Regions from separate parts of the Hordeum vulgare genome. Here region 1 is linked to region 2. A link is a contact called in public Hi-C data. All regions are on one chromosome and are shown on one strand. The core of a region is the stretch at or near the end of the contact, and the rest is flanking DNA. Distances in the headings are between cores, read along the strand shown. Region 1 holds the start of LOC123409481 (receptor-like protein EIX2). Region 2 holds the start of LOC123430611 (acyltransferase-like protein At1g54570, chloroplastic).

Evidence for each region. Hi-C and Micro-C count contacts between places; a contact is called where the count stands out from the background.
Region 1: a contact with region 2 is called in a Hi-C map of leaf, with 4 times the contacts expected there. The contact joins the promoter of LOC123409481 here to the promoter of LOC123430611 in region 2. A contact is called at or near these places in 3 of 6 Hi-C or Micro-C datasets (leaf and seedling).

The regions. Positions count from the first base shown.
Region 1 is chr1H:265,268,309-265,273,351 of MorexV3_pseudomolecules_assembly, reverse strand. It overlaps LOC123409481 (receptor-like protein EIX2), which reads left to right and starts at 1,276. Exons shown (of 1, transcript XM_045102372.1): 1 at 1,276-2,854. The coding sequence starts at 1,400. The coding sequence ends at 2,764.
Region 2 is chr1H:265,019,790-265,024,740 of MorexV3_pseudomolecules_assembly, reverse strand. LOC123430611 (acyltransferase-like protein At1g54570, chloroplastic) reads right to left here and starts at 3,555. Exons shown (of 13, transcript XM_045114465.1): 1 at 3,098-3,555; 2 at 2,876-2,927; 3 at 1,533-1,588. The coding sequence starts at 3,449.

The sequences.
Region 1 (5,043 bases), core at 27-2,526, 250 kb before region 2:
AGTTCCCCCCCAACTGTAGCAGCTCCTTCTGCTAAAATTTGTCCTTTTTAATGGATTTACCCCGTGGAACCCGAGGTTTTTGGTGCATACAAGTATTTTTGTTAGAGCGACGGTGGTTAACTAAGTCGATGGTTCTCTTTCTTAGTTCCATCTCTACTCCAAAACTGGACATGAGAGTTTCTTCTCATCTAGCTCCTCGCGAATTCATTTATGATAGAGGTATTTATTCATATAGTGACTGTTTCTTAGTTAGGATCTCGACAATACGAAGCAATAGGTTGGTTATTAGTATTAGTTAATTTTCTATAATTACTAAGTTTTTTTCTTTAAAAAAGAAAAAAAAAATAACGAGGCAACATATTCATTCTAAATATCTATGAAAAAGATATGTTTCTTTCTCTTGTTTGGGAGAGCTTTTGTTTCCATTCAAGAGTTTCTATCTATTTTCACGCCCTTTTCTTGAGACCTCGAAACATGAGGACAAATCGAAATCGATTTTGAAAAGAACTACTAATCCTTAACTTTTCGAGGAATCCTTTATCAGTGGTTGTGAATGACTGACTTGTCATTTATAGTCTATCTCTTTCTATATATGGAAAGTCAAGAAATTCTCATCGAAACATCGAGAAATTGTGCATATAGAAAACTCTAAAGAAAGAAAAAATGGTTGCTAATACCCCGTAGGCTGAGGAGCAAAAGGAGAAATCCGTCCAAGGAGGGGCTCGCGTCTGATTAGCTAGTTGGTGAGGCAATAGCTTACCAAGGCGATGATCAGTAGCTGGTCCGAGAGGATGATCAACCACACTGTGACTGAGACACGGCCCAGACTCCTACGGGAGGCAGCAGTGGGGAATTTTCCGCAATGGGCGAAAGCCTGCGCAAATGGTTATCCATTAAGCGGAGGAAATAGTAATAAAAAGAAAAAGGCTTATGCTCTTTTATCTTAGAAGTACGGACTAACACTAGTTACTTGCTCTGGCGAAACCAAAACGATCGAACGAGAAGCTGGGCCAACGAGCGAGAGTCAGCAGGGAGGATTGTTCGGCCGGCCCAAAATGCGGATACACATGTGCGCCAGATCGCCAGTTCGGCGCTTGAGGCGCCGAATAGGAGGTCAGCGAGCGTACGGCAACAAAGCAAAGCATCAGCGTCTCGTCGTCGCTACCTGCACTGACTATCCCGAATCTTACTTTCCCGTCAGTCAGTCCACTGGTAATGCCGTGTGAAAAACGCATGCCGCGCTTCAGAATTCCACGGCGTCGATGTCACCCAGTCTCCGTCGTCGACGTTTCGCTGCCGGTCGGCCCGGTCCTGCCACAGCCACGACATACAAGTGGGCGCTGCGCAAACCAAAGAACTCGCTGCCAGACCTCTCCACTGGAAAGTCGAAACTCGAGCCATGGCAGGACACGCCCAAGCTTCAACAACACCTCTGCTGTGCCTCTCCCTCTGCCTCCTGCTGCTACCCTCTGCCCAGCGGGCGACGGGCATGTACCTCGACGCCGACGGAAACCACGAGACCTTCTCCGGCGGCACCGTGCCCGAGAGCTTCAGCGTGCGGAGCCGCAACTCCTCCAACAGCTCCGGCGCCGGCGCGGCCTTCTGCAGGCTCCTCTCCCTCCAGATCCTCGACCTCTCCAACAACCAGCTCACGGGCGAGCTCCCCGACTGCTGGTGGAATCTGCAGGCTCTGCAGTTCATGGACCTCTCCAACAACTCCTTCTCGGGCCAAATCCCCGCTGCCAAGGCAAGTCACAACTGCTCCATCGAGTCGCTCCATCTCGCCGGCAATAGCTTCACCGGCCTCTTCCCGCCGGTCGTGGAGGGTTGCGATTCGCTCGGCACCCTCGACATCGGGAGTAACAGGTTCTTCGGCGCCATCCCTCCATGGATCGGGACCAAGGTTCCGTCGTTGAGAATCCTTAGCCTTAGATCAAACGATTTCACAGGAGAAATCCCTTCGGAGTTGTCGCGGCTCTCAAAACTCCAGCTGCTCGACCTTGCCAACAACAGGCTGACAGGAGCAATTCCCGTAGCATTCGGCAACCTGGCCTCCATGAGGAATCCAGAAATCGTGTCGAGTGCGGCATCATCGCTGGATGGGTCGAATTATCAGGATAGAATCGATATAATCTGGAAGGGCCAGGAGCTCATTTTCCAAAGAACGATCCGGTTGCTGACCGGTATCGATCTGTCAGGCAATATGTTGTCTCAGTGCATCCCTGAAGTATTAACCAAACTGCAGGGCCTCCGATTTCTGAACCTGTCAAGAAATCATCTGTCATGCGGCATCCCTCAAGATATTGGCAGTTTGAAGAATCTCGAATTTCTTGATATATCATGGAATGAGCTTTCAGGACACATTCCACAGAGCATCTCGATCTTGTCGACGCTCAGCATATTCAACATCTCGAACAATCATTTGTCAGGCAAGATACCTACTGGGAGCCAGATGCAGACATTGACCGACCCTTCGTTTTACCGAAACAATTCCGGCCTTTGCGGATTTCCTCTAGAGGATTGTCCAAATACTTCGCCTGCTTCGGATGAGAAAACTAGTGAGGGGGAGGACCAGTGGCTGTACTACTGTGTGACTGCTGGGGTTGTTTTTGGATTTTGGCTATGGTTTGGGCTGCTCTTTTCGATTGAGACGTGGAGATCTGCTGTTCTCTTCTCTGTCGATGGCATGCAATCCAAGGTTATGCAGAAGGTGTCACATCTTGACCAGTTTATTTCAAAAAGCAATAATGATCGATATACGTAGACTGTAGTTGTTTCTTTCTTTGTTGTACCATCAGAAGAATGTATCTATGTGTATATATGTATGTCTGTATGTATGTACCTAAGTATGCTACTCCCTCCGTTTCTAAATATAAGTCTTTTAAGATATTTCATTAGAAGTCTACATATGAAGCAAAATGAATGAATCTACACTCTAAAGTGTGTCTATATACATCTGTATGTAGTCCGTTAATGAAACCTTTTTAAAAACTTATATTTAGGAACGGAGGGAGTATATTATTAACTTTGTTTTGTAATAGCCAGCTTTTTTGCCCTACTTCTCATGTAATGAAGAGGAAAAATGGTATCATGCATATATTGGCTTCACTTGGACGCGTTTGGTAGTCTGCACATAGCCCAACCAGACCTGATGGACACACCATCTTTTCAAGTTGGGTTGTTTGGTTATATACGCACACACCGTGGCAAAATTTTACGTTTTCATCTTTTGGACAAAGAAAATACAGTTTTGACCTCCGTTTGAAAATAATTTTAAATTTGATCTCTTTACGTGACGCCAACGTCCCTGGCGTCTGACTTGCACTGGAGACGCCAGAGACCATGACGTCTGGTACGGGCCTACATAACCGCCTGACGTGCTGAGTTTCTGACGTGGCATGGTACCGAACGCCAGGGACCCTGCCGTCTGGTCAAGGACCAGACGCCAAGGACCCTGGCGTTTGGTAGCAGATCACACATTTTTTTTAATAATGTGTGCCACGTCATCCAGACGTCAGGTCCCTCGGCGTTTGGTACAAGACGCCAGGGTCCTTGGAGTCTGGTCCTGGACCAGACGCCAGGGTCCCTGACGTTTGGTACCATGCCAGGTCAGAAACTTAGCGGATCAACCGGTCATACCACCCCGTACCAGACGCCAGGGACCTTGGCGTCTCGCATGCAAACCACACGCTTGGGACGTTGGTGTCAGGAAAAGAGGTTATATTGGGATTTTTTTGAAAACGAGGTCAATTCTGCATTTTCTTTGCTCCATAGGTCAAAACAGAAAAATTGTCCCACACTGTTAGGCCTCCATAACATGCTTCTTAAAATAGCGTTTTGCTTGCATAGCTGGAAACACTCGAATCGACCGTTTCGAACAAGGCAGACCCGAGCGTTGCGAGAGAGCCCACGTGGGTGGCTTGCTGTGAACGCGTCACCCGTTAGAGCATCTCCACCCGCGCCCCAACAGCCCCCCGGCCCATGTTTTTCCGCCGGTGGGGGAAAAAGGCCCGGTCGTGCCCCCAGGAGCCCGTTTTTTCGCCAGCTCGGGCCAAAATTTTCCCCATCGGTCCCAGGCCAAACGCAGCGCGCTGGGGTCGCCCGGGGGCGCCGGCGGAAACATTTTTGGCACGAAAAAACACTGGGCCCGCCGAGTCAGCGATTGGTAATGCGGTCGTCGTCCTCATCGCCTCATTTCCAGCGAGAATCAATGCAAAGGTTGCGCCGTGAGTCAAACTTCCATTGATTCACGGGCGGCATAGTGAAGGCGCGACGATGCGCGTCCTCGCGATGCACGTCCCATCGGCTCGTGCCACGCGTTCACACGCCACCGCTCCGTGTGCCCGCCCGCCCGCGGCTATTTAAGATGACCCAGCCCCCGCTGGTGGCCACACACCTCTCGCCGCCGACATTCTCTCCTCTTCTTCTTCGCCACCGGTGCTTTCTCTCCTTCTCCTTCCCAAGAACGATGGTCGAGCGCTATCCCGGCGATTGAGCGGCCGCCAATGGCTTCGGCCGCGGGCACCTCCGCGAGGACGATGCTCGCCTCCTCTACTAGACAGAGTACCCGGCGTCGCCGGACATGCGGGTGCCAGGGTTTTGGAGGCTCAGCGCCGGCGGCGCCTCGGTGCCACCACCGCCCATCGTAGATGAGCGGCGGGCGTAGATTGCGCGCATGAGGTCCGCCCTGCCGGAGAACTCGTGCAACCTCCCACGGTACGTGATGAGGACATCAACACCATTGTTACACCCACAACCCCAGCTAGTATACATACTGGACCAATTACTAGAGTTCGTGCACGCCTATTGAATTACCAGGTACTTTCGTTTCTTGGGAATACTTCTAATGTTCATGAAAATATGATGTTGCCTAAGTTAGATACTTTTGTTGTGCTCATGAATGAAGGACCTAGCATGGACAAGAAGGATATCCGTTGGAGCGGGATCAAGCATGGAGAAGAAGGTGCACGCGTGGGAGAGAACAATGGAGCTTCCACTGGTGATTTTCGCACTCTAAAGCCACCATAAGGAGAGCATGAAGGC
Region 2 (4,951 bases), core at 2,306-4,805:
AAAAAAATAATTTAACACCGTCAAGAATCACCTGGCATCGAGAGATGGAAAGTGGCCCGACGACAACATTATGCCTTTTTTTGGCTCTTTTTACAGACCGAAACTGGCTGCTCGTAAGGATACCACCGTTGCCTCAGTCCTCGGAGTGGAGAACTTGCTGGTCAATTCAGTAGACTGGAATGAGATCATACTGAGAGTGCAGGGGTGCAACTAACTCAGGAGCAGGACTGGGATCTTCACACCATTGGGTGTTTTCTGTACACTCAATGTATTCGGCATTAGTGGATATGCTGGTCAGTTTTAGATCAAGTTATGGCGTCTGAAACTAGCTTTAAAAACTAAAGTATTCCTCTCGTTTCTCTGCACAAAAGTCGTTCTTATAAAAGGACAATTTGATTAAGCGGAAATGGCAGGGGGATACACGTTGTAGCTTTTTTTACTGGTTGAAAACTATACAACATCTTTTCTTTTATTGTGGTTTGTCACATATAGCTTGGTGCACTGTGTACTTGGCCTTTAATATCACAACACTTTGAAGTATTTATCATACTTTTGGGTCTTGATTGTGGGAGTTGATGAATCTCTAAGACCACTGATTTTGGTCGGGGTTGCAGCACTGTATTGGTCTATTCGTCTATGCAGAAACGATGTTCTTTGTTGACACAAATGAAATTCAATCTTGTATGCATGTGCCATGGGCGTTATTACAGAGGGTGCAGCACAAGGAGCCGATGGAGGTTGGCGCCAAGCAGCTCGAATGCATTACCACTAATAGGCGCTGGTTTGTATGGCGTGCCACTGATAGGCTCCTTAGTTTTTAGAGTTTTCTTCGTTGGCATGTTTCTACCATGTACCAACTGTGGTTGGGATGTATTGATGTTTTGGTCTTTCTCTTTTCCTGGTCAGGCAATTGTCTGGTGAATTTTTGTAATAAATGATGTAATAGTTGCGGTTGTATGCATCGATGATGTGGACGTGGGTAATACTACCTCCATCACGGTTTAGAAGGTTTAATTAAACTTACGTGCATTTTCATAATAGATAAGGTTTAAGGCGCATTGCATTTACTCCTAGCAGCTAATTAGTACTCCATTGTACTATTTTTATATGCACGCGTAGTGTGAATGCTATTTTTTATCCCATGTGACAACCAATCAATGACCACTTCCAGAGAATTTCCAAACACGCCTTTTAAACCGTGACGGAGGGAGTAAAAGTTTCATTATTGGAAGAAAAACTTGTGCAAATTTCTGAAGTTAGACCTGGATGAAACTGTAGTCCTAATGAGATACATATATCTCTAGAATCGCTGCATATTTTCTATGTTCCACTTTGTTGTGAGTTGTTATTTAGAAAATAGTTGCAGAGAAAAGTTGGTATGTCGATGATTATCCAAGTAAAGAATAGTACTCCCTTCGTCTTAAAATAAGTGTCAACTTTATACTAGCTCTAATACAAAGTTATACTAAACTTGAAAGAGTTATTTTAGGACTGAGGGAATAATAGTGAAGCCGAATAACGACAAGTCATACCTTCAAATGGTGTACGATCATTTACTGGTATATGCAAACAACGAACTTCGAAGGCCCTGCAAACGAGAAACATGAGGTTTTATTAGACTTGAAAGTAGAAAACGACAAACAAAAGGAGGCAGACTACTTTGTCACATTGGGCAGTTTTAGACTAAGGCACTGTTTGTTTCAAGAGTTCTAGGACTTTTTTAGTCCCAGTTAAAAAGTCTCTAGTCCCTATCCGTTTATTTTTATGGACTAAACAGGGACTAGAGGTCATTAAATGACATGTAAAAAGACAATGTTACCCGTAGTAATATACTAGAATTATTAAATGACATGCTAAAAGTAAGGACACTGTTGGAAAAAGTGTCAAAAAAGTCACAAAAAGACCCTCACATACGAACTTCTTCCTTTAGTCCCAAATACCCTCTTTTAGTCTCTAAAAGTCCCTCCTGTTTGTTTCAAATGAGACTAAAAAAGACTTTTTTAGTCCCTATACCAAAAAGTCCCTGAAAACAAACACCCCCTAAATAAGAAGGAACATGTAAACATATCGCAGGTCACATTCCGTAGGCTTATTCCTTCCTTTCAGGTTTATTGAACTCATCTTGCAAATAACATCAACCAAAGAAGATCTACTTATGTATTGGAGAACATATTAATGCTATATGCATGGCCCTCTCACTTCTTCATCTATTGGTTGATTCTACATCGAGAACAAAATTTTGACAGAATTTAAGGTGAACATAGCTATATTTGATCCTTATATAAATTAAAAATTTATGTTCTTTTAGGTAGGAGAGGCCACGTCGGACCCAGAACCACTTGCGCCAAAAGGTACAGGTTCGACGTGGGCTCTTTGCATTGCACTGTGGGGAAAGGCTTGCCTTGTACTCCCTCTGTTTCTAAATATAAGTCTTTCTAAAGATTCAACTAACGAACTGCATACAGATGTATATAGATATAATTTAGAGTACAGATTCATTCATTTTGCTCCGTATGTAGATACTTAGTGAAATATCTTAAAAGACTTATATTTAGGTACGGAGGGAGTATGATTTTTCAGCGATGCTCACATCAACCCGCATATAGGTGTTCTAAAAGTCTAATTTATGTACATCTCATTTGATATCGGCATATATTTGACTTTTAATATTCTTATTATATCTAGGCTTGTTGTGTGTTTGCGTCCCTACTGTTTTAGCCCTGATTAATTTGATAAATAATGACTTCATGGAGACTAGCACACTAGTAGTAACGCTGAAAGCAGGCTTTTCCTGCTTGGCCGGCAATAGTATTTCGCTAAAGGTGATAGCAGAGATAAAGTATATACTGTATGTTGAATACAACAGCATACTCACTTGCCCAAAGACTTGTGGTGCAAAATGAGTCCCATCCCAACACCGTCAGTTCCTGCAGTCCAGTCAATTCGAAGCACACTCTTAGAACAGAAGCAAACTCTCCATTTAGCCATTCAGGTCACCGCAAACATGGAGGTGATCTCGCGCTGATGAGCTGCCTCCATCATGCAGTGACCAACCTGAATGGAGAAGTTGTTTATTGCGAGAGATTGGACGACCAACCTGGCAAGAAGAGCAGCAGGGGCGCGTCCTCCACCGCCGGCTGGCCTGACTCCACGGGGCAAAACCACCGCGGCGGCCCTCCGTCGTCCTTGCACAGGGCCCTGGCGGCCGCGAAGTAGTCCTTGACGGTCACGCCCCCGAACCCATCGTCGTAGAGGGGCTCCAGCCCTCTGTCCTCCTCCTTCGCCGGTTCTTCCTTCTTCCCGCCCTTGGTTCTCGGCCCCACCTCCCCGTTCACAGCGACGGAGCTGGCCCGGAGGCCGCCGCCGAGCCGGGAATGGTGTCGGACCAGGCGGCCGGCCGGCTTCACGCCGTAGACGGCGGGGAAGGAGCGGAGGGCGGGAATGGACATTGCTGGAGAAGGAAGTGGCGCGGATGGATGCCTTTGGTTGGAGAAACGGAGGAGTTAGTTGAAGAAGAAAAGAAGGGCGGGGTCTGTGGAGGGGATGGGGCGGCGAGTGATTGGGGTGGCAGCGGGGCACGTAGGAGAGATCAAGAGCAAGCCACTCTCCGGGGAAGCAGACAAAGGGGGACAAGCTCAGTGCTGACCGCACCAACTTTCTTTTTCCTTTTTCTAATCCCATCCCATGTAGTGTACTAGTATTAGCTCCCACAAACGTATAAACGTGTCTGGATCCCTAAAGAAACAGACGTGTCTGACGTATGTCCTTTTCTTTTTGAGGGAAATGTTGCTCATTTATTCATTGTTCATAGCCCCCTCTGCACGTAATCTTCGAGCTACGAGTCACATGAAACCACGTTTTACACGACGACTTACAGCAACCCGTACAACTCTTAGAGACTTGAAATTGAGAGAGCAGTTCCTTGATTTTTCGAACAACTTGTCCGTCCGCCGATAAGTCCCTTTGTTGACTGACGATCTTTCCCACAACCGTTTGTGAGGCCAACTCCATCACGCGACATCATCTTGTTTGCACGCGTTCGTTCGGAGTAGAACAGACGAATACCACGACCCAACGCGCGGACCCATACAGACAAATGTTCGGATTTCATCCGTTTTCGACCCATCCTCAGCCCAAAGTCTCAAACTTGCGTTCGGTTTGGGAAAAACGGACATCGCGCGGATGCGCTCGCCGCACGCCCTTGTCCGTGCGTGGCCCGCGTGTCGGGGACACAAGCATTCCCAAAAATTCCAACGCCTCCACCCCCTCTCCCGCCCCGCCCCGTCGACGGCGCCGCCGCTATTCTCCGGCCACCTCATCCCCCGACCGTCCATAGCAAACCCCGTCTGGCCATGGCCGCCACCACGCCCGCGCTTTCATCGTAGTTTGGGCGTCGATCGGAGAAGGTTTGACCGTCGTCGTAGCCGGCGGCAGAGTGGATACGGCCGCAGGCGACGTACCACAGGCGGCCGCGACAACTTTCGACGAGTGCTCCAGAGCGGCCAGTAGCCGGCCACCAACCACCCCTGCATCGAGGTGACCATCGCGGCCTCTTTGCCACCACGAGTGCAAGGTGTTCGACACTTTGCCCGCAAAGGTATGGACAGTGGTGATGAGTTTTTCTTCCACCACTTCATCTATTCATCGGACGATTCGTCGTTCGATGATGAAGATATTGTGGTGGCTGAAGTGATGGTTCACGACCACATTCAATGACAGCTTCCTCGGTACAGGGGGTCACTCCCTGGTCGTGCTCCGAACCTGAACCGCAACACGGAGAAAGGTCGAGCTCTGCTCTATGTCGATTACTTTGCGAGCACACCGCTCTTCAAGCCGGATAAATTCCGTCGCCGTTTTCTTATGGCAAGGCATGTGTTCAATCGTATCCAAGAGGGAGTGGTTGCTCATGACCCATACTTCGAGTGCAAGACGGATGCCGTTGGCAAGCTAG